Linked DNA regions of Zea mays: all the other regions are linked to region 3. The links are chromatin contacts, called in public Hi-C maps. All regions are on one chromosome and are shown on one strand. The core of a region is the stretch at or near the end of the contact, and the rest is flanking DNA. Distances in the headings are between cores, read along the strand shown.

What was found. Hi-C and Micro-C count contacts between places; a contact is called where the count stands out from the background.
Region 1: a Hi-C map of tassel shows a contact between it and region 3, with 3 times the contacts expected there. The contact joins the enhancer-like site here to the promoter of LOC103630472 in region 3. A contact is called at or near these places in 2 of 25 Hi-C or Micro-C datasets (leaf and tassel).
Region 2: a contact with region 3 is called in a Hi-C map of tassel, with 3 times the contacts expected there. The contact joins the promoter of LOC100216643 here to the promoter of LOC103630472 in region 3. A contact is called at or near these places in 2 of 25 Hi-C or Micro-C datasets (bundle sheath and tassel).

What each region holds. Positions count from the first base shown.
Region 1 is chr6:164,853,274-164,857,183 of Zm-B73-REFERENCE-NAM-5.0, reverse strand. No RefSeq gene overlaps it. Among protein-coding and RNA genes, the nearest start is that of LOC100278635, 8.9 kb to the left of the region's middle. Within about 2 kb of position 1,528, at least 14 of the 20 cell types and tissues checked have an H3K27ac peak or open chromatin away from gene starts, as enhancers often do. A contact at or near this core is called in leaf and tassel, where this site is marked.
Region 2 is chr6:164,955,412-164,959,556 of Zm-B73-REFERENCE-NAM-5.0, reverse strand. LOC100216643 (EPIDERMAL PATTERNING FACTOR-like protein 6) reads left to right here and starts at 2,365. Exons shown (of 3, transcript NM_001348780.1): 1 at 2,365-3,042; 2 at 3,359-3,426; 3 at 4,116-4,145. The coding sequence starts at 2,877.
Region 3 is chr6:164,450,114-164,454,193 of Zm-B73-REFERENCE-NAM-5.0, reverse strand. It overlaps LOC103630472, which reads right to left and starts at 1,668. Exons shown (of 3, transcript XR_002262909.2): 1 at 1,552-1,668; 2 at 1-1,481. It overlaps LOC100857058, which reads right to left. Exons shown (of 9, transcript NM_001254921.1): 9 at 3,676-3,765. The coding sequence ends at 3,676.

The DNA.
Region 1 (3,910 bases), core at 279-2,778, 400 kb before region 3:
GCTGTTGCTTGCGATGTTTTCAGCGTACGTACGTTCATGTCCGTACGGCGTGGATGTACATGCAAGGGCTGGTAGCTAGGCAAACTTTTGTTTGGTGGAGCTGTTCCAGCTCCCGGAGACAGGGATTTTGGTGGTATGTACTCTACTGCTCTCGGTCCTCTGCTGAACATCAGCGCGCATATTCTGAGCTGCGAATCCGTGTTCCAGCTTCGTGTCTATCGTGTGAGGGAGGGACCGGAGGAGTAGCTTACGAGATCGACATGTTCTCAACAACTGGACTCTCGCATATATATGGAGATGGGTAGGTTAACAAATCCTACGAAAAAATCTCTATACAATAAATTTATTGTATAGAAGGGAGTATTCCACCGTCGTCTCGTTTCTCTATACGATTGTGCGGTCGCGAGTAGGAAACGCGAAGCCTTCTACATTTTCCCCACGCCTTCGTTACTAACAAAAGGGTTTGAGATATGGATCTAGGATCCATGCATTGCCACATTGTTACTCAACACATTATCAACACTGTTCTATCCTAACTTTATTATATGGATCTGATCTGTACCAACTGTACGTCAAGCCGACAAGTCCTTGATCATGTCAAACTGTCCTATACGATGAGCCTTCGTCTTCGTTCATTGAATCAAGAATCATGATATGTCATTCTTGATTTGCTCTAAACCTATAGTTTAATATAGATATGTTCAATGTAGATTAAATTCTCACGGCCAGATGCATGTTGCTCCGCTAGGATGCCCACCGAACACACTGTGACGCGCCTAGGCTGCCACTACGAGCTAGTCTTGCTAGGCCACCCGCTAGCCACGCTGGGCTGTGGATAGGATGCAAGTTCTTTCCTAGAGCAGTGAATTTCACCCTCCTTTTGTGGTTATTTCCTAACTTTTTTAGTTATTTCCAACCGTAGGTCACATTTAAAACTTAAACCCTTCCACCACCACCTCAATAATCTTTATAAAAACCCTCTGACAAATCATGGTTGTATCTGTGGTTGGATCATTATCTAATGGATCAGATGGTTTGCTTGCACGCTTGTACAGAAGGACTGTTTGCATAACAGTAGTTGCCGTGAGCATATAAACAAATATTTCACATACACAATGCACGTACACGGATTCACGAGCACGAGTGTAATTTTTTATACCTGTTAGAAAATATGTAGGGATAAGAATCAGACCCGCATCCACGCTCTATGCTCGTGGGTATAAACTAACACCTAAACCTCTACTTTATAGGATTTTTACTTGTGAACACATGTGTAAAATGTGCTCGTTGACTTCCTATCCTAGCCTTCCCATTTGTGAAACTCTAAGACTATCTCCAGAAACCTCCCTATCTCATTCATTATCTCACTCTTTATTTTAAATTTCACTCTATAAACAGTTTTTATAGACTATATTACAAAACAATGTTTTATATGTCAATATACAGTCTCCTTAAGATGGGCTAATGAGTGGCCCATAGGAGGAAGGAATCCATTGCCAGGACACCGCTCCATGAATGCGGCTCCAATTATTTTGGGCGGAAGAATAGGAACACGCATATGGGCTTGTATCCCGTGTCCATATGGGCTAGTCCCATGGGCTCTTGTTTTTTCCGTGCTTCCGCTGTTTTTTTTCCTCCATTGCTTGATGTCTGTCCTTTCACAGGTTTCAGATCTGTTCAAGTCTCCCTTCGTTTCATATATGTTTTGTAGATTTGACTATTTTTGCGGGCTCCTTAATTAGCTTCACTTCTCCTTTTCGATTGGGTTAGGGCCTATTTGTTTCTATCCTAGATTGTATAAGTTGGACTAAGGTGAAAGAGTAGGAGAGTAATAAAATATCGCTTTAGAACTACAAATAAGTTAGCATTAGATAGCTTATTTCAGCTTATTTGTAATTCCAGAGTGATACTTAACCTCCTAACCCTCCATCACAATTCAACTTATATAGCCTAGGAGGGAAACAAACATGTCCTAAAGTCTAAAGAGTTTTATATCACTGTCATATCATATAGAATAAAATAAAATATAGATGAAACCCTCGCTTTTAATGAAAAGTGTTGTTGTATAGTTTTATACCTAGTTTTTTTGCATGACTCATATATAGAGGTTGTAGTCATGATGAAACTCATATATAGCGAAGCCACACCAGGCCCGCCTGAATTGGGCACTACACTGTTGTCACATCTTCCTCGGGTGTCTAATAGGTTTTATGCCAAGCTTCACTTGACGTGTCCACGGGCGATTGACGCATGCCGCATGCCCGCAGGCACCCTGCGGGCGTGCACATGCGCATGGTGCATCCTACACTCCACGTTGCACTCCCAAGTCCCAAACCTGGCTCCACAAGCATCCATATCGCGCGCACCTTAATATCTCAACCCCACGAAGGCTTGCAAGCCTACACAAGGGAAGGCATCACCACCAAGCCTCCTGCTGCACACACTGGCAGAGTGGCACACGTACACACAGCACGAGTAAGGCACACTCCGGTGTCCCATGCGAAAACAGCAATGCATGCTCTGGCCTTTTGTGGCCTGTGGGGGAAGAGGATGCAAAAAATCTATAGCGACCGACCATCGTGCATGCCTTCTTGTGCAGGCGTATCCGACTGAACTAGCAGAGGATCGCCGACACGTTTCGGCCTGCGTGTGTCCCGCCGTCACATCATCCATTCATGCAGACATGCCCTCTTGCTCCTGCCCCCCTTGGGCGCTGCAGCGCGCAGCGCAGCGCAGCCACCAGATCGATGCTGTTAAAACCTGGGCAGCGGGCAGACAACATTAACAACAGCATATCTCACCTGGACACGCACGTACCCGGTTGCCGAAGAAAGCTGGCGTCCAGTAAAAGTGACACCATCATAGTTCATTAGTTCATAATATCCATCACAATTCGCACAGCCTAGTCAGCACTTTAATTACCTGTTCGGAATATAATCATCATTCATTTCAGGGGCTCTGCAGATGCACGGCCTGCATCAGCGTGATGCGTGCACATGCAGCACGTCGGCCCCAAATATATGCCAAATTAATTATTACGTATACCTCCAGAGACGTGTTCCGTTCATGAGATGCTCTAATGAGTAATGATGCTCATGCACGATTTTGTTCCAGCTCTGCCATATTTGCACTCGTACGTACACGTATGCTTGGACCACGGCGGAGCAGCAGCCAGAATAAATATGCATGGCAACAGTCGAACTAGGCACAAAAACTCGTTGGGGATCCCCCCGCGGTTTATGGCATCACGGTCGCGTCACCGTGACGCGCTAGCTCGGGCCGGGGAAACTTGCCGAGCATGCAAGTCGCCGTCCACTGCATGCCATGCCACTCAATGGCACTGTCACCGTCACACCTTTTCCCCGTTAATATATAGCATGCATACCTACAGTACACACATCGGCACATCCACATGATTGCTAATGCCTGCGTGCAGCATATAGGCGTATGATGCAAGCGCGCACTCTCTGAATATATATGTAACTCGACCGCCGGTGCAACGTACAAGCATTTTCGCCGTGCGGCGGCTGCTCTAGGACTGTGTGTACAAGACTTGGATCCAGTCTCGCGAAAACCACGACCGGCGGTGGAAACCGAAGCCGAAGGTTTAACGGCGTTATGTAAAAAGAAAAAAAAAAGACATCACAGATCACAGACGTGTAAACGTGCGTCTGTAGTCTGTACCGACTTTTCATCACATACACGTAAGCACATGCATGCGTATGTAATAACCTTCATCACAGACACACGTCCATAAAACAGACACTGCAGTTGCAGGGATCATCAGCTCATACAAGAGAACGAACTCTATCTCACAGCAACGACACTGCAAGAGACTTGATGACAATATATCTTTGATGTATTACTACCCGCAACTTGCAAGGTGAACCATTCAGTTACTACCCGCAAG
Region 2 (4,145 bases), core at 1,116-3,615, 500 kb before region 3:
TTGACCATAACTCATATTTGGTGGGCTCGTACGCGATACAACCTAGGCTTAATTTCCTGCATGCATGGGAAGTTGGGAACGGACGTATCCGGCTGGCGAGGCTGGCGGGAGCCTACATGTGTACACCACGTAGGTATGAGGTATCCAATCACATGGACACATGGTATGTGACTGGTCTGGTGCAGTGCAGTCCTCGCCGACGAAGGCGCGAAGCATTTTGCATCCGGGCGTTGTTTTTCACTGGGAGGAGGAGGAGCTATTACGTGGTTGAATGGCGGAGTGTGGGGAGCTCGAAGAAGGCCGCAGCGCAGTCGGCAGTCGGCAGACGTACCGGCCGCAGCCTGCAGGGCATGGCCGGCGAAGGGACAGGACGACGAGGACGGCACGCATCCAGCCATGCATGCAAGTAGGCAACGCAAAGCCGGCCGGCCATCTGCATGCGCGCGCAAACGTGTGCTGCCGGGCGCTTCCGCTTTGCGGCACGTCTTCTTGGAGGAGGTCAGTGGAGTATGGATGCATGGCCGTCGATCGGCTGCCATGCAAATGCATCCGCGGCTCAGGTGACTAGTCAGAGTCAGATAGACGCATGGTCGGCACCGGCACGAACAGCTGTCGTTAAGGTTCGTTGATGAAATGGCAGATCACATGCATGCATGATGCGATCGGCGCCATCGCATTGCCGGTATCCTACGATTGCATGCCAAGTGTGCATCCCAGGATCTTCCCGATCATGCACGGGGCCCTTTTATGCTGTCCCCATTCACGCATGTCGATCGCATTTCTTTCTTTCTTTCTTTCTTTCTCGTACCAAATCCCAGATGGAGAAGAAGATTAACCACACACACACATGCATCCGGGCTCCGGCGTATCGTTTCGGTGCGCGCGGCCAGCCATGCATAATGCGGTCAGCTGAACGTAGGAGGACACACACACGACGATCGAGGACCACTGTTCAGCGAACAGGTATTCAACGAGGCCCCCGCCCCATCCATCGCGTTCTGCGTCAGATCTGTCAGGTAGCATCCACCCAAACAGGGCCTCTGCATGACAACGAGAACACATGAGCGACGAGCTCGACCTGGCCACCATTAGCATGGTGAGGAAAGCGACGGAGGACCTACTGCTGCTGCATCCGTTGCTCGGCATTGCCCTTAAATCCTTAACTACTCGTCGAGATGCATGGTACGTAATGGCATTCATTGAAGTGCACCTCATCAGAGCGAATGGTATTCACTGAAAACACTACTCCTCCTGTACTATGGCTGTATCAGAGGCGGAATTAAAATTCATGGCTTCCCGTTCCATCCTCGTCGTCGGATCCAACAGCTAGCTGCAGAATAATTGTCAGCGGCCGGCCCAGCCCTCCCAGCCCCCACGTCCCACGACGACGACGACCGGGGCCATTGGCTTGTCGCGGTCGGTTGCCACTCACATGACCTCGCCGGCGAGCGCGCCTTGGACCACCTGCGGGACAGGACGCCATCAACGTGCATGTCGCAAGCCTGGTGAGTGCCACAGTGTGTCTCTGCCGCACACATGCAACTGGGTGGTCCAGACCATGCATGTCCCTGTTAACCCCGTGCAAGAACCAAAAAGATCGCCTTCTGAAATCTCAGATCCCATTGACCGAGAGAGAGACAGAGAGAGAAAGAAAAGAAACACCAATCGGCAGTGGCGAGTGCACACAGAACTAACCCCCTAGCTTGACGATGATTACCTACTACCCTGTGTGGAACGTGTGTGATTATACTGTTCCCCCTTGATGATTATGGTTATTAAGGTATTGTTCGATTGTGTCTAGATTAAATTCCTCCATAATCAAAATTAATAGAAAGAGATTTATTCCCTCTCAATATACTTTAATTCACATGCAACCGAACAAATCCTGCGCAACCGAACAAATCCTAAGTACTGGTTTAGTGACCAGGAATCACGGAGGATTAGAGTGGATTGAGGAAGAAATTAGTTTATTCCTTCTTAATCCTCTCCAATCCTCAATGACCCTCTTGTCACCAAATCGACTCTAAAGGTGTAATAAAGATGAAATGTGAGCCCGAAAGTACAGTACTGTTACAGGTCCATTACGGGTACGGGCAGCGTTCTCCTTTGACTGTTTTGGAAATGGAAAGTGGAAACTCAAATCATCTCGAGGATTGGAGGAGAGCGAGTTCGAGTTTCCGAACTGGCCCTCAGGAAGACCAAAGAAAAAAGAGACAAGGAACCGCAGCAGTCCACGTTGTACGGAGCGATTTTAGGTGGCAGCATTCCAGAGCACACGTCCGAGTTCCTCCCAGGCCATCATACGCTTGCGTGCTTGCCGATATTAAAGGCCAACACCGTGCGTGCCGGAGCCGCGCACGCACTCCCTGCTGCTGCTGGCTGTGTATCAGTTGCCCCAGAGGCAGGCCGATGTGATGCGGCTACAGTGCGTGCGGGGGGAACACCGTCCAGAGGCGAGCAGGCTGCCTCGCTCACGTCCGCTCATCTGATCATCTCGTCGTCGCCATCCACCCTCCCTCGTGTCGTCTCGAGTCTGTTCGTGCCCGGCCCCCCGGCCGTTTCCGGGTTTCGGATACGCATTTGGCTGTTGCCTCTCCGATCCTTGCTATAGTAGTAGCTACTTCCTTCTCCAGCCGCTCGAGCACGCGAGCCCTGATCCACGCTAGCTTGAGATGATAGAGCTAGAGCTAGAGCGAGCTATCTAATCCACCTACCTCCGAGGCCTAGCGCTTTGCAGCTACCTAGTGGCCGTCTTGTTCCGTCCGGCAGCGCAGGTCGGCCGGGTCGTTGGCTCGTTGCTAGCTAAGCGAAAGCAAGAGAGAGAGGTACGGCGCGGACGGTGGGTGGGAGTTCAGGCGATTCCGCCGCCGTTGCCCATGGGGAGGCAGTCGACGAGGTGGTGGAGTGGCGGCTCCGGATCCGCGCGGACGCTGGGCGTCGGCGTCGCGGTGGTGGTTGCCCTCGTCGTCTCCCTCTGCTTCGCCTTCATCGGCGGCCGTCGTCTCGCGGGGACACTGGTGGGTGGCGGCACCCCCGCTTCAGGTGAGCCGCCCCAGAGCTAGCTCTCTGTTCAATCTTCTCCGATCCTGCGTAAAAGAAGCTTAGCTTTGCTCATATTTCGTACAAAACCAAAATACTATATCTTCTAAAGAACGGGGGAAAATTTGCTCGCCCTCCTTCAGGTGAGTGCGCATGCGGTTTGCTGGTAGCTTGGGTGAAGTCCCACTGTCTCAGTAGTAGATGCAGAGCCGCATGATCCGCTGGCTGCAGAGCACAGCTGACAGCTTCCATTTTGTAGCGCGCAACGTTGTACTGCCTTGTGATGATTCTCATTCCAGTTCCTTCTCTCGATGAACAGATTCCGGCGGGAGGACCATGGCAGCGGCAGCAGCCCATCCCGGCGGTCAGGTGGCGACGACCGATGAGGTGCGTTCGTCGTCTCGATTCGTTCATTCATTCATTCATTAACGAACACGACACGGGTACGATCTGGTTCGCTGTGCAACGAAGTTGGTACAGCTATGAAGAAGAAATTAAACACCGTATCAAACACAAAGAAATTAACACAGAGACTGAATCATGCGGGATGTCCGCGCTCCATGTTTGGCGTTGGGTTGTTAGCTTGTAGACTTGTAGTAGAGGCTTAGAGTTATGCAAGCATGCATGCATGCATGTGTGTAGTAGGTGACATGTCTAAATCGCACGTACGGTGCGGCACCATTCCAAGCAGCTGCGAATCTGCGAGCCGGGCGCGTCCATCTCCATGCAGGGGGTGGTGAATCGTGACCCCGCCTCTCGTACGTAGAAGGGCCGCGGCGAGTCCGCCGGTCTCGATCAGTATTAGCACGCAGCGCTGTCGTCCGATGACCCCGCCAGCTTCACGGCGGCCTACGTCCGATGACGACGTCCCCGTCCCGTCCCGACGGCGGCAGAGCCCGGTGGCCCACCGTACCCTGAGCGACCATACCATACCATACCATGCTTTCTGTTGCGGCAATCAAAACACCATCATATGTCGGCTAGGAAAGGGCTCTAGCTCGGTTGAACCTGTTACTAATAGGGTAGGGAGTACTGATGACTAATTGTTTCTCTTTTTCGTTCGCGTGTGATTGCAGGAGATGGTTTACACCGGACGGCGGCGCCTG
Region 3 (4,080 bases), core at 419-2,918:
GAGGGCACGAGGAAGTAGATGCGGCCGCGCTTGAGCTCGGAGTCGGGCGCCAGGACGACGACCTTGCGGGCCGCGCCGGCCGCGGACCACGCGTCCGTGAGCGCGTGGCTGGGGTGCGCCGCGAGCACGTCGGCCGCGGTGAGCGGGCAGCCCAGCTCGTCGACGCGCCCGCTGAGGTGCACCACGCGGACCACGTCCAGCGCGCCGCACGGGAGCATGCACGCCAGGCAGCACCGGAGGCTGTTCCCCATACCTGCCCTCCTCTTCGAAGGCTGCTGCTTGGCGCGTCGTGTCGGCAGGGGGGGAGGTGGGGGAGGAGATAATGCCGGTCGCCCACGCTGGCTATAGCTCTTGGCTTCTGGCTTTCTTCTCTTTGGCCTTGGCTAGCACGGTTCCTTCCGGGGTGAGAGTTATGATGAGGTGATGGCACGGAGAAAGGCTACGGGGTTTATATAGAGCTCTTTTGTCGGGCGGGCTATCCATCATGGTGTCATGGACGTTCGAGTGAGTAATGCAATGGGTACACGTTTTTTTCCCTCTCTCTCTCTCTCTTGTGTGATCGAGCCGTGACATCGTGGAGCACGGTTAATGCGACGCAGGCTACTGGATGGCAGCACAGCAATATGGACTCATGAAAATCTGAAGGTCTAGTGAAAGTTTTGTTTTCTTATGTTACGTTGAGCAAATTAATCCAGTAGCGTTTTTTTAAAAAAAAAAATTAACAGACAACAGTCTTATTACACATGCAACTAGCTAGTACAATGAAAAGGATAACTCATAAGAGAGTTTACAATATAGAAAGAGTGTTAACATAATGATGATGAGCATGGCTTTGTCTCAAGATATATATTCACGACAGTGCATATAGAATGAATTAAGAAATCCAGGTTCTAGAATCTGAAGAATGGTGATGCACTTTCTGTCGCAACATAGGACAGCCTTTATATAAAACAAGCAACAAATTAAATATATCGGTAGACGCTGCATACAGCCCGTTGTGTGTCATCGCTTCGACGAGTCGTGTGGGTTAAAGGTTTATATATTCAACTGTCATATATACCACGTGTTTTAAATTTGTCTCGGAATCGAATTACTAGAAATGTGTTGCCCTAGCTAGTACGTATTCTTTTTTTTTGTTGGCATTAGACTCTGAACCATGCATTGCATGTATACGAACGCTTTGGTCTAATTCGTATGACCACTACGGGACTCTCGGGAGAGAGGTTGCCCTACTACTACTACTACGAAAGCACTCCATAAACCCGGCCAGTGTTGTCCTCCCAACCATATCTTATCCAGCACAAACAAGACACACAAAAAACCCAAGCATGGCCTTGCAGCCTTGCACCATGTCGTCGTCAACTGTGTCACTTTGTTTTAAGCCCTTCACATCACATGTGAATGAACGAATTCCGGTGCATTAACAGGCTCTGGTCATGTCATGGCCGTGGTCTCCTCCTCCCAACACGAGCACGGGGAAGCTGCAGGGAAAGTCTGTCACCCTCCAATCGTCATTAGGAAATAGGAAGGAATAATTAAGACATTCCTTACCCAGGACAGAAGAGCGCGCGAATTTCCCTAATCAACATTCGGCCACTTTTGACAGGTTTCGGAAATCAGACACACGAGAATCGAAAGAACTGCTGCCGTGCGCAACAAGTACGTACGTGGTAGGCCAAAACGTGCGCATGCAGCTGGCTTGTAGTAGCTTTATATGCTAGCCAACGCCGCCAATGGTCTGCGGACGGCTCTGGGCTTTTGGTTGCGTTGTGCGGTGCCCGCGTCGACCGTGGTGGCAGCAGACTTTGAGACAGCAGCAGTAGCAGCAAACCCGAATTGTTCCTCGTCCTCGCGCCGCCGTGCGTGTCTAGTCAGTGTCACTCCCCATCGTCGGCAGCCGCGGACCGGACTGCAAAAGGCAGCTCCCTGGATCGGGGACCCGTCAAAAAAGTTGGGCCAGGAAACTGCCTGCCTGCGGGACGACACCCAAAAGGCTGCCACTGCTAGGTGCCGGCCGCCAAATTGGGCACGTCCGGTCCGGGGCCGGCGTCTGCAGCATCCGGCGGCAGCCGGCCAGAGACGCAGCCGCCCACGGGGCAGTAGGGCGCAGCCAGTCAGCTCCCGCCCGTGGCCCAAGCAGCCTATGTCCACTGGTCACTCTTGCGCAGCCGCAGCGCGCTCTTGCAGCAGTCGTGCCTCGTGCGCAGGCTTTCGCCCGTCCTGCCAGGCGGCTGCTCTCCTAGCAGCCGTGCAGGCGGCACGGCACGTGAGCCCTACGGCTCTGCACGTACGTACTGGCACGCCGCGCCGCGCGCAGTGGTGCAGGAGTGCAGGGTGGTTTGCTCGCGCTGATGGCTGACGGCGACTGCTGCGGGGTGGGCGGGTGGTGGCGCGGCAAGGGGGTCTGTGGCGTTCGGCGCTTTTGGGCGCAGCCGCCTTGGTCGCCGGGTGGGAAAGGTAGCTTTTGCGACGACAATGCGACCCGCGGATGATCTGCGTTGGCCAGCTGTCTCGTGAGTACATTCAGCGGCATGCCAGAGCCAGACAGGGGGGTGCGCCCGCCGTGCACGTCGTTGTGTCTGTCGGTTCGGGTAGGAACCGTCGAGTCCAATGCATCCAGTATGTCGGGTATCAGGCTTAGCCATGCTTTGCTACAGCTACAGAGCTGCGGGTAGTAGTACGTATATTGACTGAAAAAAAACGGTGGAATGCACCACACTTTCTGCTGGTAGTAGTACTTGACTAGGAAGCGGCGTGTCACGTGTGCGTACTAGCGGCGTGCGCGCGGTTCAACCAGCTCGACCTCGACGTGCACACACACACGACGGCAAGGAGCGACCATAGCACGAGGAAGCTTCCCCGGCTCGGAGACTAAGCACCAACGGCCTACTCGGCGTATACGGCTGCCACCACCAGATCCAATCTACCTGCGCTAACATTTGGGCCGGTCGCCGGCCACGACCAGGCGGCCAGGCCATCCCATTATTCTATTTCGAGAATCTCTGAGACTAGGCGCCCTTCCTGGGCCCGGACAATCTGGGCCGTGCTGGAGACCAGCTGGCTGTCAGTCAGGCCTTGTGTCGCTGCCTCCTGGCCCCACCGGGGACCCCATGTGCGCGCCGTCGTTACAAAATTCCCCACCCGTACCGTACCTGACCACGCGTACAAAACGGCCGTGCATACGGTCCCGTCCTTTCGGGCGCCGTACCGCAGCCGGGGGAATCTACCTGTCGATCCACCCACCCATGCCCTGCTGCTATATTTCTGCAGAGCGGTGCTGGTACCAAGGTGTATGTGGTTTGATAAGAAAAAAACGTTTTTTCAGTGGTCCAAACATAGTGCTTTGGTGCGCGAGGCGAGACAGCACATTTCGATCCTACAAAAACTTGGTTCGGCCGGCGCTGCGTTGCACTCTGCAGATTGCAGTTTGCATGAGATGTGGATCGTTTTCTTCTTTATTATTCAGTCTATCGTACAGTACAGGAGTGTGTTGCGCACACACTCTTCTACATCTTTCTCGTGCGAGGCTGCTGCTCTCACAGAGCATCTTCCCTGTGCGAGAGGCTGCCGCTCTCACAAGGCACGGGGAAGGAGGTGACTGACAGGTGCGTCGGTATCCTTTATTCTGGTTCATCAGGTGGGAGTGGGAGGCATCCGGCGGCACGGCAGCTCAGCTCAGTCCTCGTGGTCCCACACCTCGGTTGCGCTCTTGTACGGCCCGTGGGTCTTGTTGACGAAGAGCTCCTCTCCGGTCAGCACGCGCTTCTGCAGATCAGGCAACACACACACACACACAAACGAGTGATGCAGTACAGCAGTAGACCGATCAAACGACTCTGTGCCTCAAATCTGGAAACTGTAATTCTTATCTTAGACCACGTTTGAATGCTAGAACTAATAGTTAATTGATAATTAGTTGCTAAAATTAGCCGAAACATCCAACATAGTAGTTAGCTACATACACTATCAATTTTTAGTTAACTAGCTATTAATTCTATTGCATTCAAACCCCCTATTTGAGTGTGAAAAATGGCATTATTCCACTAGGGCAATAGGCTGTAGCCTGTCAGAAGTGGCGTA